4 separate regions of the Mus musculus genome follow, and all the other regions are linked to region 4. A link is a contact called in public promoter capture Hi-C data. All regions are on one chromosome and are shown on one strand. The core of a region is the stretch at or near the end of the contact, and the rest is flanking DNA. Distances in the headings are between cores, read along the strand shown. Region 1 holds the start of Maml1 (mastermind like transcriptional coactivator 1). Region 2 holds the start of Hnrnph1 (heterogeneous nuclear ribonucleoprotein H1). Region 3 overlaps Col23a1 (collagen, type XXIII, alpha 1). Region 4 holds the start of Zfp2 (zinc finger protein 2).

Evidence for each region. Promoter capture Hi-C pulls out the DNA fragments that hold promoters and counts their contacts.
Region 1: a promoter capture Hi-C map of hippocampal neurons shows a contact between it and region 4, with 4 times the contacts expected there. The contact joins the promoter of Maml1 here to the promoter of Zfp2 in region 4. A contact is called at or near these places in 3 of 39 promoter capture datasets (cranial neural crest, hippocampal neurons and liver).
Region 2: a promoter capture Hi-C map of hippocampal neurons shows a contact between it and region 4, with 2.6 times the contacts expected there. The contact joins the promoter of Hnrnph1 here to the promoter of Zfp2 in region 4. A contact is called at or near these places in 10 of 39 promoter capture datasets (the 3T3-L1 cell line, cranial neural crest, frontonasal cranial neural crest and 6 more) and 1 of 115 datasets of contacts at active chromatin or transcription factors (astrocytes).
Region 3: a promoter capture Hi-C map of second pharyngeal arch cranial neural crest shows a contact between it and region 4. The contact joins the enhancer-like site here to the promoter of Zfp2 in region 4. A contact is called at or near these places in 1 of 39 promoter capture datasets (second pharyngeal arch cranial neural crest), 9 of 115 datasets of contacts at active chromatin or transcription factors (bone marrow-derived macrophages, embryonic forebrain, embryonic limb bud and 2 more) and 2 of 9 other capture datasets (adipose tissue and embryonic stem cells).

What each region holds. Positions count from the first base shown.
Region 1 is chr11:50,291,030-50,293,729 of GRCm38.p6, reverse strand. Maml1 (mastermind like transcriptional coactivator 1) reads left to right here and starts at 1,394. Exons shown (of 5, transcript NM_175334.3): 1 at 1,394-2,004. The coding sequence starts at 1,669.
Region 2 is chr11:50,376,376-50,379,075 of GRCm38.p6, reverse strand. Hnrnph1 (heterogeneous nuclear ribonucleoprotein H1) reads right to left here and starts at 1,398. Exons shown (of 13, transcript NM_001347487.2): 1 at 1,274-1,398; 2 at 649-785. The coding sequence starts at 745.
Region 3 is chr11:51,537,557-51,540,322 of GRCm38.p6, reverse strand. The region is part of intron 5 of Col23a1 (collagen, type XXIII, alpha 1); the gene reads right to left. Among named protein-coding and RNA genes, the nearest start is that of Phykpl, 46 kb to the left of the region's middle. Within about 2 kb of position 1,337, at least 39 of the 459 cell types and tissues checked have an H3K27ac peak or open chromatin away from gene starts, as enhancers often do. A contact at or near this core is called in second pharyngeal arch cranial neural crest, where this site is marked.
Region 4 is chr11:50,914,914-50,917,613 of GRCm38.p6, reverse strand. It overlaps Zfp2 (zinc finger protein 2), which reads left to right and starts at 1,438. Exons shown (of 6, transcript NM_001044698.2): 1 at 1,438-1,505.

The DNA of each region.
Region 1 (2,700 bases), core at 145-2,644, 620 kb after region 4:
GCTTTTATTAGAAAAAAAGTTTCTCAGGCTTCATATTTGAGGATATTGGAAGTCATGCCCAGGATATTTTGTGTTTTAGGTTGCGTCCTGAATCCATACACTATAGAGTTTTGAAGATAACCTTGCACTTCTAACTGGGCGTAATGGTGTGATCAGAAGCAGAGGCAGGCCAGCCTCAGACAATATATTTGAGGGCAATCTGGGGTACCTGACACTACAGTTTAATGGTGGGCTGGAGAGTTGGCTCAGCAGCTAAGTACCCCACTGCTCTGCCAGAGGTCCTGAATTCCCAGCAACCACATGGTGGCTCATAATCATCAGTAATGGGATCCGATGCCCTCTTCTAGTGTGTATGTGAAGACAGCTGCAGCGTACTCATGAGGTCCTGGGTTCAGTCCTTCATCACTGCATACAAAAGCTGCTGGTTTCACTTGAGTGCTGATTGTAATGCTTGGCACTGGGAAGAAGCAGTGCTCACTTATCTTTGCCACTCCCGCCACCAAAAACTTAGAATTCCTTTTTCTTATTTTAACTCCATGTGTATAAAAACACTTGGCTGTTAGCTTTTTTTCTTTGTGATTTTAAAAATAAAACTTTAATGAACTCTAGTAAGAGGTTAAAGGGTGACATGTTTGAGTGGCTCGTGAGGTCTTCTATTGCAAAGCCTCCCAGCATCTCCTATGGCAGTTTGGGTGTCAGTAACCATCCAGAACATTTTTTGGTCCTTTCCTGGCTTTTTACCTTCGCTCACTTGCTTGCTAGTGGCATCACTGGAACCCAGTGCTTTGGATTGGATTTTGAGTGACTCAATTTTATATATCAGTCGGTTTTTAAGTGTATGCCCCTGTAGATCTAAATAACTCCAGTCCCCAGTATTGAGGCTCTTTCCCACCCTCACCCCTCCAAGTAATGAGCTATTGCTCACAGTACCAGTCAGTGATAACTATCTCTACTAGGTCGCTCAAGCTCAAAACAATTCTGATCAATTACGTGGCTGTATGTAAAGAATGAGGTCGGAAATGGCTGACCTCGAAATAGTGTGGGTGGACTAAAAAGATAGACAGCTTTGGACATCTGGGTCTTAAGGCTTCCACCTCACTCAGACTTAACCCGCGTTCCTCACGAACCCGGAAGGGACTGCTTTCAGGGGGCGGTGTTCAGAAAACGTGGCTCTTCTTGGATAGGTTCCCGTCAGTCACAGTTCACTCTCCCGCACTGAGCCCGCCTCGGGCTTCCCTCCTCGCCAGAGTGTTCAGTTTAAATACCCGAAAATTCCTGACGTGCTTGTCCCCCACGCCCTCGGGCAGCGGGTTTCCTTTGATTGGCTAGAGCTTCGGTCCATCAGCAGTGACGCAGAGTTCGCCGGCCCAGGCCCCGCCCTCTTCCGAAAGCCCCGAAAACAATTTTAAGATGGCGGCGGCAGCGGCGCGGAAAACAATGGGGCAGGGGTATAGCGGACAGGCCGAAGCCTGAGGCGGGCGGTGTTCCCCGGCCTGGAATCGGGCCGAGCGGGGCCGGAGGAAGACCCGCCGCCGCGCCCGAGCCCGCTCCACAGCCCGGCCGGACATGGCGCGGGCGTGAGGCGGATCCGGGCCGTCAGAAGCGGAGGAACCCGAAGTGGCAGCCGGCGCCGGGAGGCCCGGGCCCGGCCAGTGCCGCCCGCGGCCCATGGTGCTACCCACCTGCCCCATGGCGGAGTTCGCGCTGCCGCGGCACAGCGCGGTCATGGAGCGCCTCCGCCGGCGCATCGAACTGTGCCGGCGCCACCACAGCACCTGTGAGGCCCGCTACGAGGCTGTGTCTCCCGAGCGCCTGGAGCTCGAGCGCCAGCACACCTTTGCCCTGCACCAGCGCTGCATCCAGGCCAAGGCCAAGCGCGCCGGCAAGCACCGGCAGCCGCCGGCCGCCGCCACGGCCCCGGTTGCCGCTCCGGCCCCCGCCTCGGCCCCGGCGGCCGCGCGCCTGGACGCAGCGGACGGCCCGGAGCACGGCCGCCCGGTCGCGGTGAGTAAGGCTGGCGCCTGCCACAGCAATACTCACTCCCGAAAACGCCTCTTCCGGCGCGGATCGGGCCTTGGGGAAACTTTCCCGAGCGCCCCCATTTCTTAGTCTGGGTCCTGGGAGGTGGCTAACATGGCAGGGCGCTTGTCATCTTCCAGAAGTGGCACTGCGGTGTACTTTGGGAAAACGTCCCCTTGAGGACTTGAGTGAAATCGGGGCTGGAAAAGCAGGAGGTTAGTTGCTGGTAGGCTTTTCTCCTAAACTTAATTTCCAATTGATGAGAACTTCGTCTTGGAGCAGACCCGCGTTGGAGTTGCCTAGGATGTAGGGCGTTCTTGCACCGTAGGCCTGGCCTCGCTTAGTCTGCAGATGTTGATTGGATCTTTGCTTCGTGGAGGTTAGTTAGGGCTTTAATATGGAAATAAGTCTCCCTTCAGTTGACAGTATCCCGCGGTTTCGGAATGGAAAATTGAAAAGTCTTTGGAAGCTTCGGTAAACGGAGTTGCTTAAAAGGCATTCGTTTTCCCCCAACCCCCGCAAAAGGGAACTTTGGAATTTGTGAACGCCTGATTCCTGCTATATTATTGACAGTTCCAAAATTAACCTACTAAGCCTGTTAAAAACCTCTGATAATATTAATAGTTGTTGAACGGGGGAAATGACGTTACTTGTTGGTCAGCTGTGCCCTTTGGTTTTTAG
Region 2 (2,700 bases), core at 149-2,648, 540 kb after region 4:
CTCTTGGTACACTATCTCAGAATAATCTCATCTGGATCTGGTGACTTCACAGCATTTTCTTGTTTGGGTACCATGTCAGCTTCCCTCTATCAGCAACCACATAACAATTTCATTCAAATCCAAACTCCAGCTCAATATTCATCCGAAAAGGGACCAATGTTAACAACTAAAGGCTCCAAGCTGCAGTTCAACTCAAACCCGGACGGCAACGGCCCCCTGCAATTGCTTGCAGTATACTTGGGGCTCGATTTACAGATCGTTTTCTGTTACCACAGCTAAATTCAGATGGTAAGGTCAACACTACAAGTACCTTTTTACAAAACCTTACACGACTTGAGAAGAAATCACATCTTTCCCTACTTAAATTTTTCTTAGACTACTCCAGAATGCACAGATTGATGCATAGAGACAGAAAAAGTTTTAAAAGAAAACAAATTCAGCAGGGCCACCAGCATCCCCAAGGGGGTTGGGGGGGGTGCGGATTTCGCAATTACCATTGCGTAACAGCGGCCAACAGAGCGCGAGCCGCCTGGGGAAACCGCTGGTGGCCGCGACTCGCTAGGGGGCGCCCGGGAGACCCGCCCCGCCCCAACCCGGCCCGGCCCGGCCCAGCCGCGGGCCCCACTGACAACTCCCGCCTCAACTCACCAGAAAAAAAGCGCTGCACTTCATCCGCGGAGCAGGACCAGGGCAAGCCCCGGACCTTCACCACGAAGCCCTCTCCGCCTTCTGCTCCCAGCATCATCGTCCCTTCGGTGGTCCTGGCGTCCACACAGATTGCGGGGCTGCGGGGTGGGGGTGGGGGTCAGGAACGCGTCTGAGAAAACAGGCATTTAAATGGCCCTCCCACTTCACGGCGCACAGCGGGCACCGGGCGCCGCCATGCGAGTCCCGCCCGTCAGGATGCCTGGGCCCCGGAGACTCAAGCATGCAACCCGGCCTCGGCTAGCGACCCGATGCCCAAAGCCGCCCAGTGCGCCCAGGGCCGAGGCGCCAAGCTAATAAGACCCTGGCCCACAGCCACGGTTGAGACGAGGAAATGGCGGCCGCCGCTTCCGCTCCGCCTCCTCAGACATCTCACACAATAGAAAGCGGCGCGGCCTGCAGGCCTAGGCGGCGCTGCCACGCCGGCGAGACACTCGCGGCTCCCAGGGGCAGCCTGCGCCTGCCACGGCCCCTCAGGTTAGAACCTAAGCTCAGCGACAAGCAATCGTCACCCAAAGAGGTGTCCGTGGAGAGCTCGGGCAGCAGTCGAAGACGGAAAGTCACTCACCTCCACAAAAAGCCTCGGCGTGGCTGAGGAGAAATGATAAGCGGGCGCCTGCGCAGGCTAAATAAAGCCCTTCCAGCAAGCTCTGCGCACGCGCACCCTGTTGCCGGCCCCGCCCCACTTGCGTCACAGAGAGATTGGACGCATGCGTATTAAGAAACCCCGAGCTCTCTCCCGCCGTCCTATTATTACACGCATGCGTTTGGGCTCAGCCCTCTTCATAAACTGACCGAGGTGTTTTTGGTTGTTTTTTTTTTTTCTTTCTGCGCCTGCGCCTTTTTGCAATTATTGCGCTTGGCGTCTCAGCGGTTTCTTGTTTTACTTAATGCGCATGCGGCTACCTTCAAACCGTTCTCTAGACCTACCCGCCGGAGTGGGGGAGGGGAATGGCGCTAATCAGCTCCCCGCAGGGACTGGGTAGTAATCCAGAGTTCGTTCAGGTTTGCAGGGGCGGTAGTTCTACCCTTAATCCGCAGCTTTTCATCCGCGCTCCTGTCGGTTTTGAAAGACACCACGAAGAAAAGGAAGCCATGCCCTTTCTCCTCAGAACGCGTAGGAGCTGGAGGGCCGGGTTGTGCCAAACCTCCTCTGGGTACCGCCCCGCCCCCTGCGCCCAAATCCCCGATCTCCGTGGGGCGCCTGGGACCAGTCCCCTTACCTGCCCGCTTTAGGGGGTCAGTCCCGACCCACATGGGCTGCCAGTGCCCGAGCTAGTCCTGTACCCCACTTTGCCTAACGGACTCGCACTCTACGAACCCCTCGCCCTTGCACGAGAGGCGCTCGGTGTGCGGCGCCTCGCGAGGGAAGGCTGAGACTGCCAGGGGCGCGAAGGACGCAGCCCCAGAGCGCTGCGCCCGACCGACCAACGGGCCTCTCCCAAGGTGGAGACACGCCCGGGTCATCCCGTGTGCCCTTACAGAGGTAAATGGGTGACGTTTAAGAGAATTCCTGCAACATAGCAGAATACGGATGATGTCCCGAGTTTCTCCGAATCTGACTGACCTACCCTAGAAATTAACAATAAGAGTTATTGTTTGGGCGGTGCCACGGTAGGTACCACAATTGGTAAGCCTCTGAAAGCCATCACAAGAGGTTACAGGCAAAAATACGCTTTTCTTTCAAGTGCAACATTGAGGAGGCTAAATCCAGTTTGAACAGTTTGTTTTTTAAAAGGGGGGGGTGTCATCAAAGGAAAGGTGCAGAGACTGCGTGCAGAACTCAGACCTTTTAAGTCTGCGCAAGGGTGTTAAGTAGAAGGGCATCACAAGACTTCAAGAGAGCAACAGGAGCTGTGTAACGTGAACCTTCAGGTGTAAGGGAAACTCGGATGAGACAGGCTGGGAGAATAACTGCACATGACCTCACCTGCAAAGGATCTATCTAGAGGAGACAGAAAACACTAGTTTAGATCATCGAAAAGTGAGAACTCC
Region 3 (2,766 bases), core at 88-2,587, 620 kb before region 4:
CTTTACAAAAAAAAAAAAAGGGGGAGGATCCCCATAGAACCCAAGGCCTTATTTATATTAGGCACACAGACTACAAAGTCAGCTATATTCCCAGCCCCCTACTTCAGTTTTTGTTCTTATATCACACCTCCCTTTCCTGAGGCTGCAGCCCTGTCCCCGCCTGATGTGGGTTTGCAGGTAGGTAGGTGCTCACAGCTACTAAACCCTCTTGACACTGACCACAGCCTAATGTGAAGCTGGAGCTTAGGTGACTTGTGGATCTTTCTCTGGATCAGTCGTAGGCTTCTAGGATGGATTTCTTGCTACTATCTGTAAAATGCCAAACTGCCCGGAGCTGAGAATAAACGTTTGTTGAACAATGTTTACACATGACAGTGATTCCATGAACGAAAGGTCCAATTTCCCACCAGCCCCGGTGTCTGAACGCCGGTGAGCACTAGGGGGCGCCCTTGATTTGTTATCTGCTAGTGAAAGCCAACTCCTGCCCTGGTGTCACAGCGCTAGAGGCTCTGTACTTAGTATGCTCACCCAGGCAAAGCTTGCTAGCCTCAAGGGCTCCCCCTGCTGGACTGAATGATCATTAAGCGACAGGAACTGTCATTCACTGAACCCGGTATGAGTGCCCAGTCCTGGAGCTCCCAGGAACCATCCACTTGGATCTCCTAATTGCTACCAGGGATGCAAAGAACATAATATCTATGAGGAGTGAGATATGCCTGAGATCGCACAGTCTATGGGGACCCCAAACTCATTCTTTCTCAAGTCATGGGAGGCGGCAGGAACAGCTTCCTACTCACATACTGTCTTCTCCCCAGTCTTTTTATGACTTGGCCCAGTTCTGTGAACAGGCTCCTCCACGCAGTAGGCTGTGTGTGGTGAAATGAAGAGAGGTGCCAGGCAGCAGCCAGTCTGCAGGTACCACTCCATGGCTGGTTGCTGGCAACCAGTAAGCAGCCGGCCCATTCTCCTCTGCTGGCCTCTTGTGGTACTGTTTCCTCTTCCAGAGTGACCTGTGGGCAGGAGGCCCCTGTACCAGGAAGGTGCAGAAACAGGAGAGGGTGTGCGGCCCTGGAACCTGAGCAGCGGACCCAAAGCGCAGGCCCCATGACTGCCTGTGGTCATCTCTCTTTCCTTGGCTGCCTCACACGTGACATGATGGGAAACTGAGGAATGGAGAGCCTCACCCCGACCATGGCAGGACTGAAGAAGTACCTGTTTTGTTCTGCCTGGGGGAAGGCTGGGAAGGAAGCCCGTATGGAGGACCTCTTCTGCAAGCCCAGCTGGCTCTGTCTTTGAGGTTCCAATCTGGGGACTATTATGGGGGACTCAGGAAGTGGGTGTTCACCCCTCCTCCCTCTGCCCAGCATCTTGGGGGCTGGGAGCTGCCCCGCAGGGGTCAGATGGGAGTGAGCCAGGGGATGTTAGAATTTAAGAAAGCATATGAATTTGGGGGGTATTACAGATGAATCATTTAACTAATTACATTTTTACAATCAAAGCTGTTTTTGAACTGGAAGAGTGTAAGGAAGCGTCTGAGTGTGTGGTGGTCATGGCTTTTTTTTTTTTTTTTTTTTTTTTTTGTTCGCCTGATTAATTCCAAACAGTCCAATTGAGTTATTCACTTGGAAATTGGTCCCAGGCTGGAGCCCTGTCTCAAAGACCACATTTCAGCCCCCAGCTTACTCTGTCCTTTGGGACCTCAGCTGTCGATGCCTGACTGATGTTGGAGGCTTTGCAGGTCCTGCCTCCCTGGGTACTGTGAGTTTAACCAGACGGGGCCTGTGGGTGGTGCTCGGTCCTGGGAGATGCCTGCGTGAGGGTTTCTGATTCCAGTGGGACCTGCCTCATGCCCCATGAAGATCTGATTCCTCATTAAAATTTTTTATTGTGTTTATTTATTGTGTGTTGTGCGGGTTGAGAGTGTCGTGGTAATTACTTGAAGGTCAGAGGACAACTCCCAGGCGTCGGTTTTCTCTTTCCACCATGGGGGTCTTGGAGAGTGAACTTAGTGGTCTGGCTTCGCAGCAAGCACCTTTGCCTGCTGAGCCATATAGCAGGCCCCAGATCCTAACAGAAGGTTTTTGCTCAGGCTGAGCCTCATGTCCTGGCAACTCTTCTATCTCAGTTTTCAATTCTATCTTTGTCAATAAACTACTGTAGACTTCTCCTGGTGAGATTCCTCCTTCCTTCTGCCTCTGCCTCAAAAGCAGGAGACCTTTAAAACATGTGGTGGGAGGAAAACATTATTTAAAATGCTGGTCATCAGAAGTATTTCCGGAGGCTGGAGGTAGAGCACAGTGGAAGACTGCCTAGTGTGCAATTAAAATCTATTTTCAATTTCTAGTACTGCCAAACACACACACACACACACACATGCACACACACACACACACAGAGACACAGACACCCACACCACACAGACACACACACCACAGACACAGATATACACACACATACACACACACACAGACACACACACCACACACTCACACAGACACAGACACACACACACACACACAGAGACACAGACACCTACACCACACACAGACACAGACACCCACACCACACACACAGACACACACACACCACACACTCAAACAGACACAGACACACACACACACCTACACACACACACAGACACCTACACCACACACAGACACAGACACCCACACCACACACACAGACACACACACACCACACACTCAAACAGACACCGACACACACACACCTACACACACACACAGACACCTACACCACACACAGACA
Region 4 (2,700 bases), core at 189-2,688:
AGTCAAAACCACCAGCGGCTGGGAAAAACATCTAACCCATGGGCCTGATGCAGGGAAAGGGGGGGTGAAAAAAGCCGCCAATTCCTGAGCTTCCCCCCCCCCACACACACACAGACACACAGACAAAACATCAATCCTTGAGCAGAAAATCCACTAATCCCTGAGCTCCCCAAATTCAGGACTTGAAATCCCACCAATCATCACTCTGGAAATCTCTGCCCTGGAAAGCCCCGCCCCCTAAGAGATCCTATATAAGCACTGCCACTTTGTCTAATTCCCTGTTGTCTGTTCCCTAGGATAGAGAGCAGCCATCCCTGGATTCATCCCTTCACACCCTGGTCCATCCAATAAATCTCTTTCATGAGATTCTTATGCCTGGTCAGAAGTGAAGAAGAAAAGAAGCAATGAAGAGAAGAAACGATGAGAAGGAGAGGGACTGAGGCTCCTGAGCTCCGCTGAGGACGCCATGCCCTGGTAGCTGCATCGCCTCTGCTGAGGAGGCTTCCTCTTAGAGCTATCTAGTTCCTCAGCTCCCATGTCTCAGGGTGCCCTTCTTTTGGGACATTGTCCCACCTCAGAGCTGTGTGGTTCCTGAGCTTCCGAGTCCCAGGAGATCCTCCCATCAGAGCAGAAACACAATGTCAAAGACCTAAGACGGAAGGTGTGGGATAAAAGCGGAAGGTGTGGGATAAAAGGAATTTGGGCACGCACGTTTGGCTAATAGGATTTTTGAGCCTCGTCAAAAAGTGGCCTCCAGATGCCCGTCCGACATTTGGTTCGGAACATAGTCTTTGTTGCATGGAATAGAAGTTTTACAGGCTGAAGCGAGGGGGAAAGGACCAAAAGTATAGAAGAAGGACTAGTTGGGAAGGATGGAGGTCAGTGAAAGAAGGGCACATGAATGAGGGTCGCTGGGGGTGAATGTGATCACAGTGCACTGTATTCAAGTATCATGATGTCAGATTTTAAAGAAAAAACGTTAAAAAACAAGCGGCCAGACAAGAACCCAATATTACAGTTTGTAACCTATCTTTCTATCCTAAGATAGGATGGAAATTATCCTAAGATATTCTCCAAGTTCCAAAGCCGTGGATGCAGCCGAAACTACCTTAGCACCCACGAGTTTCACTCACAGAGGTGGCTGGTTTTCCACAGTAACAATTCACCCAGCCAGTGCATCATTTACTACCTGGTCACAGAGCGCCGTGAAGTATCTACATTACATTAGTAGCTTACCTCTCATCCTAACCTCATGCAAGGGGGTGTCCAAGGTTCTCTTAATTTAGGAAAGGAAAAGGTTCTAGAACCAGTTTCTTTAAGAAAATAAGCTTAAGGTGGCAAACCTTGCCTGAGCACTAGGGGAGCAATCGCTGGCCCGCAGCCCTGCGGTTGCGCCTGCGCAACTGGAAGCCCTGTCGAGGGCTCATGGTCTTGTGGGAAATGTAGTCCCGCGCGCCCAGTGCGGCTGCCTGTGCCGCCAGCCTCTGGCTTCTTCAGTGACTGTGGTGAGTGCGCTTCCTCGGGCGGGTGGTCCACGGGCGGGGAGGCGGAGGCGTTCCCACTGGGAGCCCGGGGCTCTGGTGCCAAAAGAGCAGAGCCGGCCAGACAGAAAGGTGATCCTTCGTCCGCAAGGAGCACGAAGTCGCAGGTGCGCAGCTCACGCGCGCGCCAGGCCGCAGGACACCCTAACCGAGACCCCCCAGCTCGGTATCCCCCCGTACCCCGGGGTCATTCGCGCCCGACTGCTCTCCAGCTCTACCTGGCCGAGCAGCTCTGGTTCGGTATGCACTATGAATGCGTGGTAGACCCGCTCTCTGAAGCTTGGCAGGGCACGGGACCACAGTCCGGGGCTCTGGCCATTGTGTGCACCGCTGCTGGGGACCCGCCCTCTGCCTGCGAAGGAGGAGCTTGTAAAATGAGTCCTGAATAAGCAAGAACGTGCCCACCCTTTCTTTAAGTTCATTATTGGTCAACTAGAAAAATGTACGAGCGAAATCATTCGAAATTTGTCCTAAAGTCCATGTATTGTGTTATATGTATAAATAGAAACCTTTTGCTTCCAAAAAAAAAAAAAAAGATGTTAGTGCCTTTCCTCCATTCACCTTTAAAAATGGAGTTACAAAAGGCATTTTGTAAGATGCTTGAAGTGCATCTAAACCACCACCCAATGGAGATGAGAATAGCCTTAAGACACTAATTTTTAAGAGCAGTTAAAGCTGTCATTTTCACGAATGGTTCCCTTTGGACTTTTGGGCTTTTTTGTTTTTGTTGTGTTTTGTTTTTATTTTAATATTGGACATGGTACAGTTATGTCATTCTTTGTATTGCCTCTTTCCACAAAACCTTGTAGTGAAATTTCTAGGTCAACGTTATAATTAGACCTTTGGGCATCTCCTGTCTTATTCTTTCCAGAAAAGTAGCAGTTTCTAAAGATGGTTGCGGTGTTAAGAGTGACTGACGCCCCACATCAACTGGAAGTGCTGCTAGTAGCCTCTTAAGCTTTGGAGAGGTGCAAGCTAGGTGTGGTAGTGTGTGCCTTGAATCCCACAGAGGCAGGGGGATGAGTTTGAGGCCACCTGCTCCACAGAGTCTGGGCCAGCCAAGGCTACTTAGTGAGAAGACCCTCCTTCAAATAATATCCTTATGCTAAACTCCAGCCCATTTTATTCCTAACTTTTGCATCTGTTGTACAAACAGATG